Linked DNA regions of Oryctolagus cuniculus: region 1 is linked to region 2. A link is a contact called in public Micro-C data. All regions are on one chromosome and are shown on one strand. The core of a region is the stretch at or near the end of the contact, and the rest is flanking DNA. Distances in the headings are between cores, read along the strand shown. Region 1 has its middle 37 kb from the start of OTOS. Region 2 holds the start of GPC1 (glypican 1).

Evidence for each region. Hi-C and Micro-C count contacts between places; a contact is called where the count stands out from the background.
Region 1: a contact with region 2 is called in a Micro-C map of ear pinna, with 18 times the contacts expected there. The contact joins the enhancer-like site here to the promoter of GPC1 in region 2. A contact is called at or near these places in 4 of 6 Hi-C or Micro-C datasets (ear pinna, liver, skin fibroblasts and 1 more).

What each region holds. Positions count from the first base shown.
Region 1 is chr3:1,002,908-1,007,755 of mOryCun1.1, forward strand. No RefSeq gene overlaps it. Among named protein-coding and RNA genes, the nearest start is that of OTOS, 37 kb to the right of the region's middle. Within about 2 kb of position 2,619, at least 2 of the 8 cell types and tissues checked have an H3K27ac peak or open chromatin away from gene starts, as enhancers often do.
Region 2 is chr3:939,573-944,966 of mOryCun1.1, forward strand. It overlaps GPC1 (glypican 1), which reads right to left and starts at 3,390. Exons shown (of 9, transcript XM_051839349.2): 1 at 2,722-3,390. The coding sequence starts at 2,887.

The DNA of each region.
Region 1 (4,848 bases), core at 1,369-3,868, 63 kb after region 2:
CGTGGGTGCTGGGGCCCTCACATTTGGGCCACCTTCTGCTGCCTTCCCAGGCCTCAGCAGGGAGCTGGGTGCAAGCGGAGGAGCCGGTACAGTACTGGGTGCTGGCGTGAGAGCAGTGGGCCCCAAGGCCGGTCCCGGGAAAACATTGTACCCCTGAGAGCAGTGAAGCCAAGACGCAGGCATTCACCTGTGTAAAACCAAAACGAGAAAACTGGAACACACACTCAGCGTCGGCTAACGTCAGAGACAGGGCTCACGTTGCCAACACAGACGGCTCCTGAACGAGAGGAAGGCCCCAGCAGTGCAGGACACACTTTGTAAAAGGGAAAATGCGAATGTCCCTTAAAATCTGCAAAGGTGCCCCAACCTTGTTTGTAGAAAAGACAGGTGTTAGGGCCGGCGCTGTGGCGTAGCGGGTAAAGCCGCCGTCTGCAGTGCCTGCATCCCACATGGGCACCGGTTCAAGTCCCAGCTGCTCCATTTCCGATCCAGCTCTCTGCGATGGCCTGGGAAAGCAGTAGAAGATGGCTCAAGTGCTTGGGCCCCTGCACCCGCGTGGGAGACCCACAGGAAGCTCCGGGCTCTGGGCTCCGGGCTCCGGGCTCCTGGCTTCGGATTGGCGCAGTTCTGGTTGTTGTGGTCATCTGGGGAGTGAACCAGCAGATGGAAGACCTCTCTGTCTCCCTCTGCCTCTGCCTTTCTGTAACTCTGCCTTTCAAATAAATAAATAAATAAATAAATCTTTTTTTTTAAGGTGAATTAAATCAACGCCCAGATTCCGTTTCTCCCCTACGAGGTGGCAGTCACCCAGAGGCCTGACACCTGACAGCTGTGTGCTGGGCCGACGACGCCAGGTCTCCTCCTCGCTTCCTGGGGGCGGGGTGCACAGCGCTGTAGCATCCATGGGCGACATCAGTGCTACCATGTGCACCGCGTTGGACTTGTGACCTCTGACCCACGGAGGCCGCCACTGTTGACATGTGCCGACACCAGGCTGGCAACCCCCCGGCGTCTGCACCAGGCTGTGCGCTGTGGTACCAAAACTGGAAGACGCCCACCGAGGGAGCCTGCCGGTCTCCAGGTCGGCCCCCAGGGAGAGCAGCGCGGTGGGTGCGAGGGGCCAGGTGCAGGGGTGCTGGGCACTCAGCGTGAGGAGCAAAGCCAGGCCTAAGCCGGGGTCTGTGGCCTGGAGGTAGGCAAACGTGCTGCTTGCTTTCCGACCGTCAGCAGGATAAACCCCAAACCAACAGAAACGGGGGCGCGGGCGGACGGGGACGCCCTCCTGTGCTGTCCACTCTGAACCCACAGTGTCCTCCCAACCACCAGGAAGGGCTCCTGACACTGGGAACAAACGGGAAGGAAGAACCCGCGGGCTGCCCCATCAGTCAGGGACTTAAAGGACCCAGGGTCCAGCCGGAGCCTGCAAGCGCTGTGTCTCGCCAGGAGCAGGCAGCCCTCAGGACGCATCCTCCAGGGACCAGCCAGCAGCATCTGGCCCGATGGGAGACAGGGAAGGCGGCAGCCCCCGCCCCGCCCCCTGCACGGGAGGCCGGAGGGGACAGGCCAGCAGGCCAGCAGGGTGCTTGGGCCTCTGGGCAAAGGGAGAGGGGACGCCGTGCAACACACAGGGGTCCCCGCAGGAGCAGGGAAGACCCGGATGCTTCCCGGCCCAGGAGCTTCAGGCTGAGGCTGGTCACTGCCAGGTCCCCCTCATGGCCCCCTCACTGCCCAGGCCCAGGCAGCCGCTGGAGCCCCTTCGCGCACGCAGAGCAGAAGCAGGGCTTAGCCCCGCCAGGCCACAGTGGCCCCCGGAAAAGGCTGGGGGGGAGGGGCCGGAAGGAGAGCCGGGACCTCAGGTGCGCCCCCTGCAGGAGCTCCACGCTGAGCCCGGGACCCCACCGCCGGCTCCGTGTGCGCAGCAGCAAGGATGGGGCCCTTGGGTACCGCGTCCTGTCCTGCGCGGGGCCGGAAGGAGCGAACCCTGCTGCGTGTTCGCAGGGGTCCCCGGCTGCAGGGCCAGCCGGCTGCGAGAGGCGGGAACTGCGGCCCCGCCCCCCGCCCCAGGCAGACCTCCGGCTCTGTGTGATGGGCACAGCGACAGGTGCCGCCGCCCCCGCCTGCCGCCACACACCAGCTGCACGCTGTCAGCAGCCCTTCAGCAGGACACAGCTGGGCCTGCCGCGGCCCCGCGCTCGGCTCCGGCCCAGGAAGGCCGCTGCTGTCCCGGGGGCCCGGAGTGGGCGGGAATCCATAACCCAGAGAGGCGCCCCAGGCAGGGAGACAGGGGTTGGGAGGCCAGGGCGTCTGCGAGGGTGGGGGGAAGGCAGGCTGGAACCGGGCGCTGCTGGAAGCCTCCATGGGGCCACGGGGCTGGGACAGCCCCCATGGAGGTGGGCATGAGGGGGTCCCAGAGGGTCCTGGGCCGGGAGCGGCCCCCTTGGAGCCGGCGAAAGATGGGGTGCCCACGGGCAGGGAAAAAGCATGGGTGTGGTGTTGACCCTGCACATGCTGGGAGGAAACTCCGAGAGGGAACGAGACACAAAGCGCACACGGAGACGCACACCGAGACGCACATGGAGACCCATGATGCACACCGAGACGCACAGGGAGACGCACAGGGAGACGCACACGGAGACCCATGACGCACACCGAGACGCACACGGAGACCCATGACGCACACCGAGACGCACAGGGAGACGCACACCGAGACGCATGGCGCACACCAAGGCCCACGCTGCACCCGGAGGTCTCAGCGACACGTGCTGTGCTCCCTTCCGTCCCCAGGATTTGGGCAGGGAGTGACAGCAGCGCGGGTTGGGTCAAGGCTCTGTCCCTGAGGTGGGCGGGGTCTCCACTCCACTTCCCCAGTGCCCCGCGGGGGTTCTTGCCGACTTGGCACAGCTGGTCTCCGGTGAGGATTCGGCTCCGGCGTGGTGGTAGCGCCTGCGCTGTGGGGGACTCGATCCGTTCGTTTCACGCTATGCACGTCGCGCTGCTGTCCTGGAAACTGCCTGTAACTTCTGCCCGCGGCTGCCCGGCCGCCGGGTATGGACCGACTTGGGGACAGAGGGCAGTCACGAGGAGGGGCTGGCAGCAGCCATGCGCCCGCCCCTACTGGGCCCAGGATCAGGCCTCCGGGGCCGCCTGACCGGCTGTCCGGGTGTCCGGCAGCAGGGTCTGTTTTCAGCCCAGGAGGCCTGTGACCTTGTCTGGGGTCACGCAGCAGAGAGAAGGCCGCATTGCTGGGGACAGGGGTCCAGGCCTGGCCCCAGAAGCAGCCCTGGGGAGTGTGTGCAGGGCCTGGGGTTGTTGGCTGCACCCAGCCACGGAAGCCACAGGCTGGGGCTGCCAGTACCTGCATCACCCTGTGTCCCCCCATCCGCTCCCTCTTCTGGCCCAGCTTGGTGGCTGGCCGGAACCCGCAGGTGGGCTCACAGCAAGCAGCAAGGCATCCTGGGAAAACGCTCAGTTGCCAGCGCCCCCAGAGGCATTGGGGCCTCACAGGTCACCCCCGTGCTAGGGGATTCAAGGACACCCACGTTTGGTGTCGGTGTCCAGAGTGAACTTCCCTGTGGCTGAGGGATTTGGTGACTTTTCTGCACGGGGATTCATGGGCCTGCCGTGGAGGGTGCAGAGCAGGAGGGCAGGGGGCTCCGGCAGAACACTGACCCCAGCCCTGGTCCCAGCAGCTCAGCTTCGTAGGGCATTGGCCTCTGGGCGCTCCAGATGCACACAGCGGCCCGGGAGCCACGATGACCCCGGGGTTATCCGTGTGGTTTACAGACAAGGAGCCCGTGCCTGCCAGCACCGGGCACGGCCACTGCAGGGGCCAAGCATGAGTCCCTGCTTCCCCAGGCTGTCAGCGTTCAGCGCAGCAGGAGACTGGGAGTTTGCGCTCACAAGTGTTGGTAATGGGACAGCCGTGCGGTTCAGCCATGTCCAGGCGGTGCGACGTCGGACAGGCTGGGTTCAGCCCTCCGCCCGCCCTGCATCCTGCTGAGCTGGGATCTAGGCGAGTGCATCGCCACAGCACCTCTGTCCCCCCCACCAAGGAGAGCACCTGTGACAGGCAGGCCCTGCCCGCCCCGCGTGAGCACAGGGCCCTTGTTCAGGTGATGGGTGCCAGCCCTGGCTGCAGGAGGGACTGCACAGCCCCTGTGAGCCAGGGGTGGGCCACTCCTCAGCCCCTCCCTCCTGCGGGGGCTCCCGAGCCTGCACCATCAGCCCGGTCAGGCGCCACAGCTGCCCCAGAGCCAGCGCCAGGTCAGCTGAGGACCGCAGAGAGAAGGCCAGGCCTTAGGAAGACGCTGCCTTCCCGGAGCCTTCCTGGGGCCCTTCCTTGAGCGTGAGCGCCCCCTGGTGCTGGGAGCAGTCCTTTGAAGGCAGGCTGGGTGGGTGCTCCCCAGGGTCTGTTCTTCCCCACCCTCTGGGGCTCTGGGACCTGGGGGGCCTGCCAGGAGCCTCCAACCAGGGAGGGCTTGGGGAGTCTGTGGAAGGGGCCGTGTGGGTGTTTCAGGGGCTGGGCATCCCCGGAGAAGGCGCCCTGGCCAGGACTGGCCACTGGCAGGGGTGAGCGTAGCTCTCAAGCACCGGGGTCTGGAAGGGCGCAGGCGCGAGGCAGTGCCAGGGCAGGAGGCGTCAGTCACCCTGATTGATGGGAGCGCGGCGATGCACTGAGTGCTCCCAGAAATACGGGTGATCCTTAAGTACTCATCAAAAATTTAACAAGTGCTCAAATGCTGACTAGCCTGACTCACTCTTACATCCCTCATGTACCACGTGCCAAACATGTGTACAATTAAGCAGTAACAACAACACAGAAAGGCCAGAGGCACGAGGGCGCCCAGC
Region 2 (5,394 bases), core at 2,140-4,639:
AGCTCCTGGACGTCGGAGCCCGCGGAGGGTGTGTGTGGATCTGTGCAGAGGGCCGTGGGCTGAGGCCGTCCACACAGCGCCCGAGATTGCTGGGAGACACAGGGACATGGGATGCCTCTCCCTCTCCCCAGCTTCTGGAGGAGCCGGCAGGCGGCTCGGAGCTCCGGCGCGGACCCGGGCTGTTGCGTCACGCAGGTGGCCTGCTGGAGCCCGGCTCCCCTGGGGCTGCCCAGTCCTCAGGCTGGGGATGATGAAACCCACAGGGCAGCAGCACAGCCCGAGGCCGAGGGCCGCCCTGGGGGCCCGGGCTGAGCCACATGGCATCAAGGACCTCCGGGGCAGGGAGGCGTGGTGGCCCAGGCGGCTTCCCTCTGCCCACGAGCGAGGGGCCTGGGTGTAGCCAGGACCTGCCCCCAGGACGTCAGAGCCGGCGTGCAGAAGCAGGGGGTCCTGCTGAGGGCCCCCCAGGCTGAGCCCTGCGTGCAGGCTCCAGGGTGTGCCGGGGTCCACCCCAGCTGGCAGGCAGCTCCTGTCCCCAGCCTCATCCTCCTTCCCCCCAGGGCTCACCCTCTGACCCAGGCGTAGAGACCCCGAGAACAGGGCCGAGTCATGACAAGCTCCTCACCCTCAGTGCCTCACTCCAACCCCGGCTGCCCTACGGAGCCCCCACTGGGGGCCAGGCTCTGTGGCTGCAAGAGAGAACCTGGCAGCAGTGGCCCACGCAGCGGACACGCAGACGGGCACGCAGAGAGCAACTGGTGTGCTAAGGCTGGGCGGCAGGACCTCGACCCTCGTCCCCCTGCCGTCCCCGGGAGCGCCCCTCCCAGGCCTGCTGCCTCACCTGCCCCCCGGGACGACCATCGTCAGCACCACCTGGCTGGGCTGTCCAGAAAGTAGGGACCAGGAGCCCGCCCTGCCCCCACGCCGCCCCGCCAGCGGCTGCTGTGTCCCCACTCCTGGCTCCTCAGCCCACGCTGCAGAGGCCAGCTCAGCCCAGGCCTCCTGCCCGCTCCCTTCCGGGGGGGGGTCTCTGCTGCCTCCCCAGGCCTGGCCAGCTGAGCCCAGTGCCAAAGCCCAACAGGCGGCCACCCCCAGGCCCTCAGTGGAACCGCAGCCTGCAGCAGGGGCCCAGGGCAGCCCCAGGCCACGGAGGGAGGTTCGTGGACAAAGCGCCACCAGAGGGCGCCCGGCTCACGGAGGCCAGGCCTGGTGGCGCCAGGCAGAGGGGACGCTGGGCTTGGCTGCCCCGAGGACTGCGGTGGCCCTGGAGGCCACCCAGCCTCTCTCGACCCCAGTGGTGCCCACACAAGCTCTGGCCCTGTGGGGTCGCGGGGGCAGTGCAGAGAGGGGTCTGGAGGGAGCAGTGCCCTTGCAGGGCACAGGCAAGCAGGGAGGTTGCCCCCGCCTCACAGGCCTGGGGGAGGGCGGCACCCCCACCCCTCCACGTAGAAACCAACACCACTCGCTGGTCCCTGTCCCACTGTGCTCCCTGTCCAAGGGGACAAGCCCCAGGCCCACCGGCCCAGCCCTCCCCCTCCTCACCCCTACGGCTGCCCAAACTCTGCTTCTGTCTGCCTCAGTGGGATAGCGGCCAGCAGCGGCGAGCAAGCTCAGGGCAGCCGGCGGATGCCACAGCTGAGCCCCAGAGCGGGGGCAGCTCCTCAGCCACCCCCGGATTCGGCAGCAATGCCAGGGACGCCCAGGTCAAGTTCATGCTCGTGTAGGGGAGGAGGCAGGGCGTGAGCCCGACACTGCCAGGGCCGGGTGCTGCCGGGCACCCAGGTGTGCAGCCTCCCAGACGGGCTGGTCCAGGGCTGACGACCAGGCCTGCATCTGCAGAGGGAGGCAGGGGAAGGCCTGTCCTGGGGCGGGTGCCGGGGGCATGGCAGGCCACAGAGCACCCCCCACCCGGCAGTGGGCACCTGCCATCCCCATGTCACCATCTGGGCGCGCCCGCCCACCCGGAACCAGGGGTGCCGAGCTCCGGCTCACAGTGGCCAGCGAGGCTTTACACTCGTTTGAGGGGGACGCGGGGGTCTGGGCGGGCCTCGGAAAGCTGCGCCCACCGCCCCACCCCACAGGCACTCCGTCCCTGGAGCTCTTCGGGCGGCAGGGAGGGGCTGCGCCTGCAGGCAGCTGCAGGGCTGAGGCGGCCGCGGCGAGCGAACGAGCGCGCCGCTCCGACAAAGGCAGGGCAGGCCCTGGGCGGGATCCAAGGCGCCGACCACCTGCAGCTGGCCTCGCAGTCCCAGGCGGCCGCAGTGCCCGGCGGGGCCCGGCGCTCGCAAGGGCGGGGGCGCGGGCGGGCACAAGTTGGAGAGCAGAATTCCTGCGCAGCGCCACGTTCCGCCCGCCGGCTCGGGTCGCGCAGTCCGGACCCCGTTTCCCCGTCCGCCACCGGGTTCGGGGGGGGGGGTCCACCCGCAAGACCCACTCAGGCTCCCGTCGCCAGAGACTCTGCGGGCAGCCCCGGGCAGGTCAGCCCGCCCCGCGGCGAGGGCGGCCGGCTGGCTGCCCCCGGGAGGAGCGCGCCGAGAGGGGGACCGCCTGGCCCGCAGCCCGGCGAGAGCAGCTTCGCCGAGAAGGGCCGGCGTGCGCCCGGGGACCGCGGGCGCGGAGCGGGGCAGCGAGGGCCGTGGGGGTGCGGGCCAGCCGGGCCGGTGTTCCGCGCGAGTGGCCGCGCGGGGAGCCGCGGGGCGCTGGGGTGCGGGCCTCACTCACCCGAGATCTCCGCCTGGGGCACGTCGCTCAGGCTGAAGCCCTTGGCCCCGTAGATCTGGCGGACTTCGCTGCAGCTCCGGCTTTTGCTGGCGGGGTCCCCGCGGGCGCAGGAGACGAGCGCGGCGGCCGCGCACAGCAGCCACCAGCGTCGGGCCCGGAGCGCCATGGCGCGGCGGCGGCGCCCCCAGCCGCCCGCCCGCGCCCCGTTCGGATCCCGGCCGGGCCCCGCGCAGCCCCCGTCCGAGAAGGGCAGAGCCAAGGTCCCGACGCGCGGCGCGCGGTCCGCAGGCGGAGACAACAAAGCCGGCGGCGACGGAGGCGCGGGGCGCGCGGGGCGCTCGGTCCGGCCGCTCGGTCGGGCCGCCCAGAGCGCGGCGGGCGAGCGCGCAGCCCCGGCTCGGCGCCTCCCCCGCCGCCGGCCCGGCCCCTCGGCGGCCGCGGGAGAGGGGAGGGGCGGGGCACGATCCGGGGCGCACCGGGGCTCCTCGGCTCTCGGGACACCCGAGGCTCACCCCGCCCGCGCCAACCGGCCGGCTGCTCGGGCGCGGCGGGAGGAGCCGGGGGCAGTGCGAACCGCGCGTCCGGGGTCCCCAGGGCGGCCCCCCTCGCCGGCGCCCAGGGCGGCGGCACCACCTGTGGGGGCGGGGCGGGGGCCGGGGAGGGGGCGCCGAGGCAGGGCTTCCCCCGCCGGACGTGACATCACGCCCGGCGCGCTCCAATCAGGAGCTTCCCCGCCCCCAGCCGAAATCTGCACGCACCGTCCCGCCGCGCTGCCCCCCGCGCTGGCCGCGCGCCCTGCCTTCCGTCTGCCCCGCGCGCGGAGCCGGCGCTCTAGTGTGCGTGCGGGAGCCGGGGCTCTGCGCGGGGCGCGGGCCCGGCTGCGGAGGCCTCGCGTGGCCCGGTTTCTGGCTGGGGATTCTCCGCAGGTTTCCCGGCTCCCTCCACGTGACTCTGGAAGCTGGAGAAACAAAGCCATGCGGCGGCGCGGGGCGGGCGTGGCCCCGGCTGCGGGTGGTGGCGAGGAGCTGCGGGAAGGGGCGGGGAGGAGGAGGAGGAGGCGGCGTGCGGGGGCCGGCGGGGTCTGTGGAAGGGGGCCCTTCCCGGGATCCGCCGGGCCTCCTGCTCTCGCTTCTGCGCCAGGCGGGCCCCGAGGTCTGGTCGGCCGCAATGGGGGGGAACCGCGGTAACCCCGCGCGGCAGCCGGGGTGTCTGGGGCCCCCAGAGTGGCGATAGGACCCGCAGGCGGCCGCCGCCTTTGCCCAGAGCCCTTCCTGAGAGCCCGGCTTTGGGAGCCGGTGCGAGGGGCCAGACGTGCCCTCCCCGCTGTCGCCCTGCGTGGCCTTCCGTGACTCACCGGCCCGGTGCCGCTGCCCTCGGGGCCTGCTCCTTCTTGCCTGGGCCTGGCCTGGCTCTGCCTCAGCAGCGGGGTCAGGAGCACCTGGCCGGCGGCCCCAGCGCTTTGTGTGGTCTCCCTGGGCCACAGGCAGGGCTGTGTGCACCCGGAGTGCCAGGGGCTTCAGCCAGGAGGAGGCTCCACGGAGACCCTTTTGTGGCTTGAGCGCTTGGACCCTCCAGACCTCTCGGCGGGATCGGCGGGCAGCCTGTGTCTGGTGGCTCCAAGCCGGACTGTGCACCATGGCTCCGCACCCCAGAGTGACCGCTCAGGTCAGAGCAGGCAGCCAGGACGCCTCCCAGGCCTGTGTCCTGGGGCTGGGCCCTGGTGGCTCCCACCCTCTGCTTTCAGGCAGGGCTGTGTCTTGGATCCCGAAGTCCCACCTGTGTTTGAGGGAGTGCAGGGGAGGCCATGGCTCCAGCGCAGACTGGGGTATGGGGGGGAGGGGGCTGGGGTGCCCCTCCCCCCACTAGGGTTAGGATTACGGTTACGGACTCCTGATCGAAGGCACGGCATCGGAGCTGGTCCTGCCCTGGAATGAGAGCGGACTCAGACCTGAGTTCAAATCCCAGCCCTGCCACTTGGCGTCTGTGAGCCTGCGCCTGGGCGGTTTCCTGATCTGTCCCTCATTGGGAGGGGTCCCGCAAGGGGCAGGTGTCGTGGTGGCCTAGGGCTCTAGGTGAGTGGAGGCCCTGTGGAGGGCAGGGGCATGGGTGCAGGCAGGGCGGAGCTTGCTTGGGGGCGGGAGCAGAGGAGCTGCTGCACGCCACCCCCCCCCCCCCCCCCGGCCAGGGAGCCCTGCACCCTGGCCCCCGGTGCTGGCTGCCAGGCCCTGGTTTACCCCGGTGCCCAGGGCAGGACCTGGAACAAATGACCAAGGCAGAGTGCACCCAGGGCTGGGGTGGTGAGCCCCGCCAGGTGTGGTTTTCCCTGCTGGTTCCTGGCTGTTTGGGAGGATGGGTGTGGTTGGCAGGGCCCCGCCGCTCCTCCGGGACAATACAGGCTACCTGCCCCAGCTGGCCAGAGCCGGGAGCCAGGGAGAAAGGGCTGTTGGGCCTGGGCTCGGGCTCCTGTGACCCAGAGTCCCAGGGCCCCAGGGAGAGGTGGGTGTGGGGGCCACGCATTTCTGGGGCCCTGCGCCCTGCGGCTGCCTGTCCTGGCTGCTGGAGATGTGGGTTTGCTTCTCTGTCTTACAGAGACCGGGCAGGCAGAGCCACCACCGTCCCAGCTCCCCTCCATGCCTGAGTGCTACAGCCATGATGGCCTGGCCCTGGCGGACA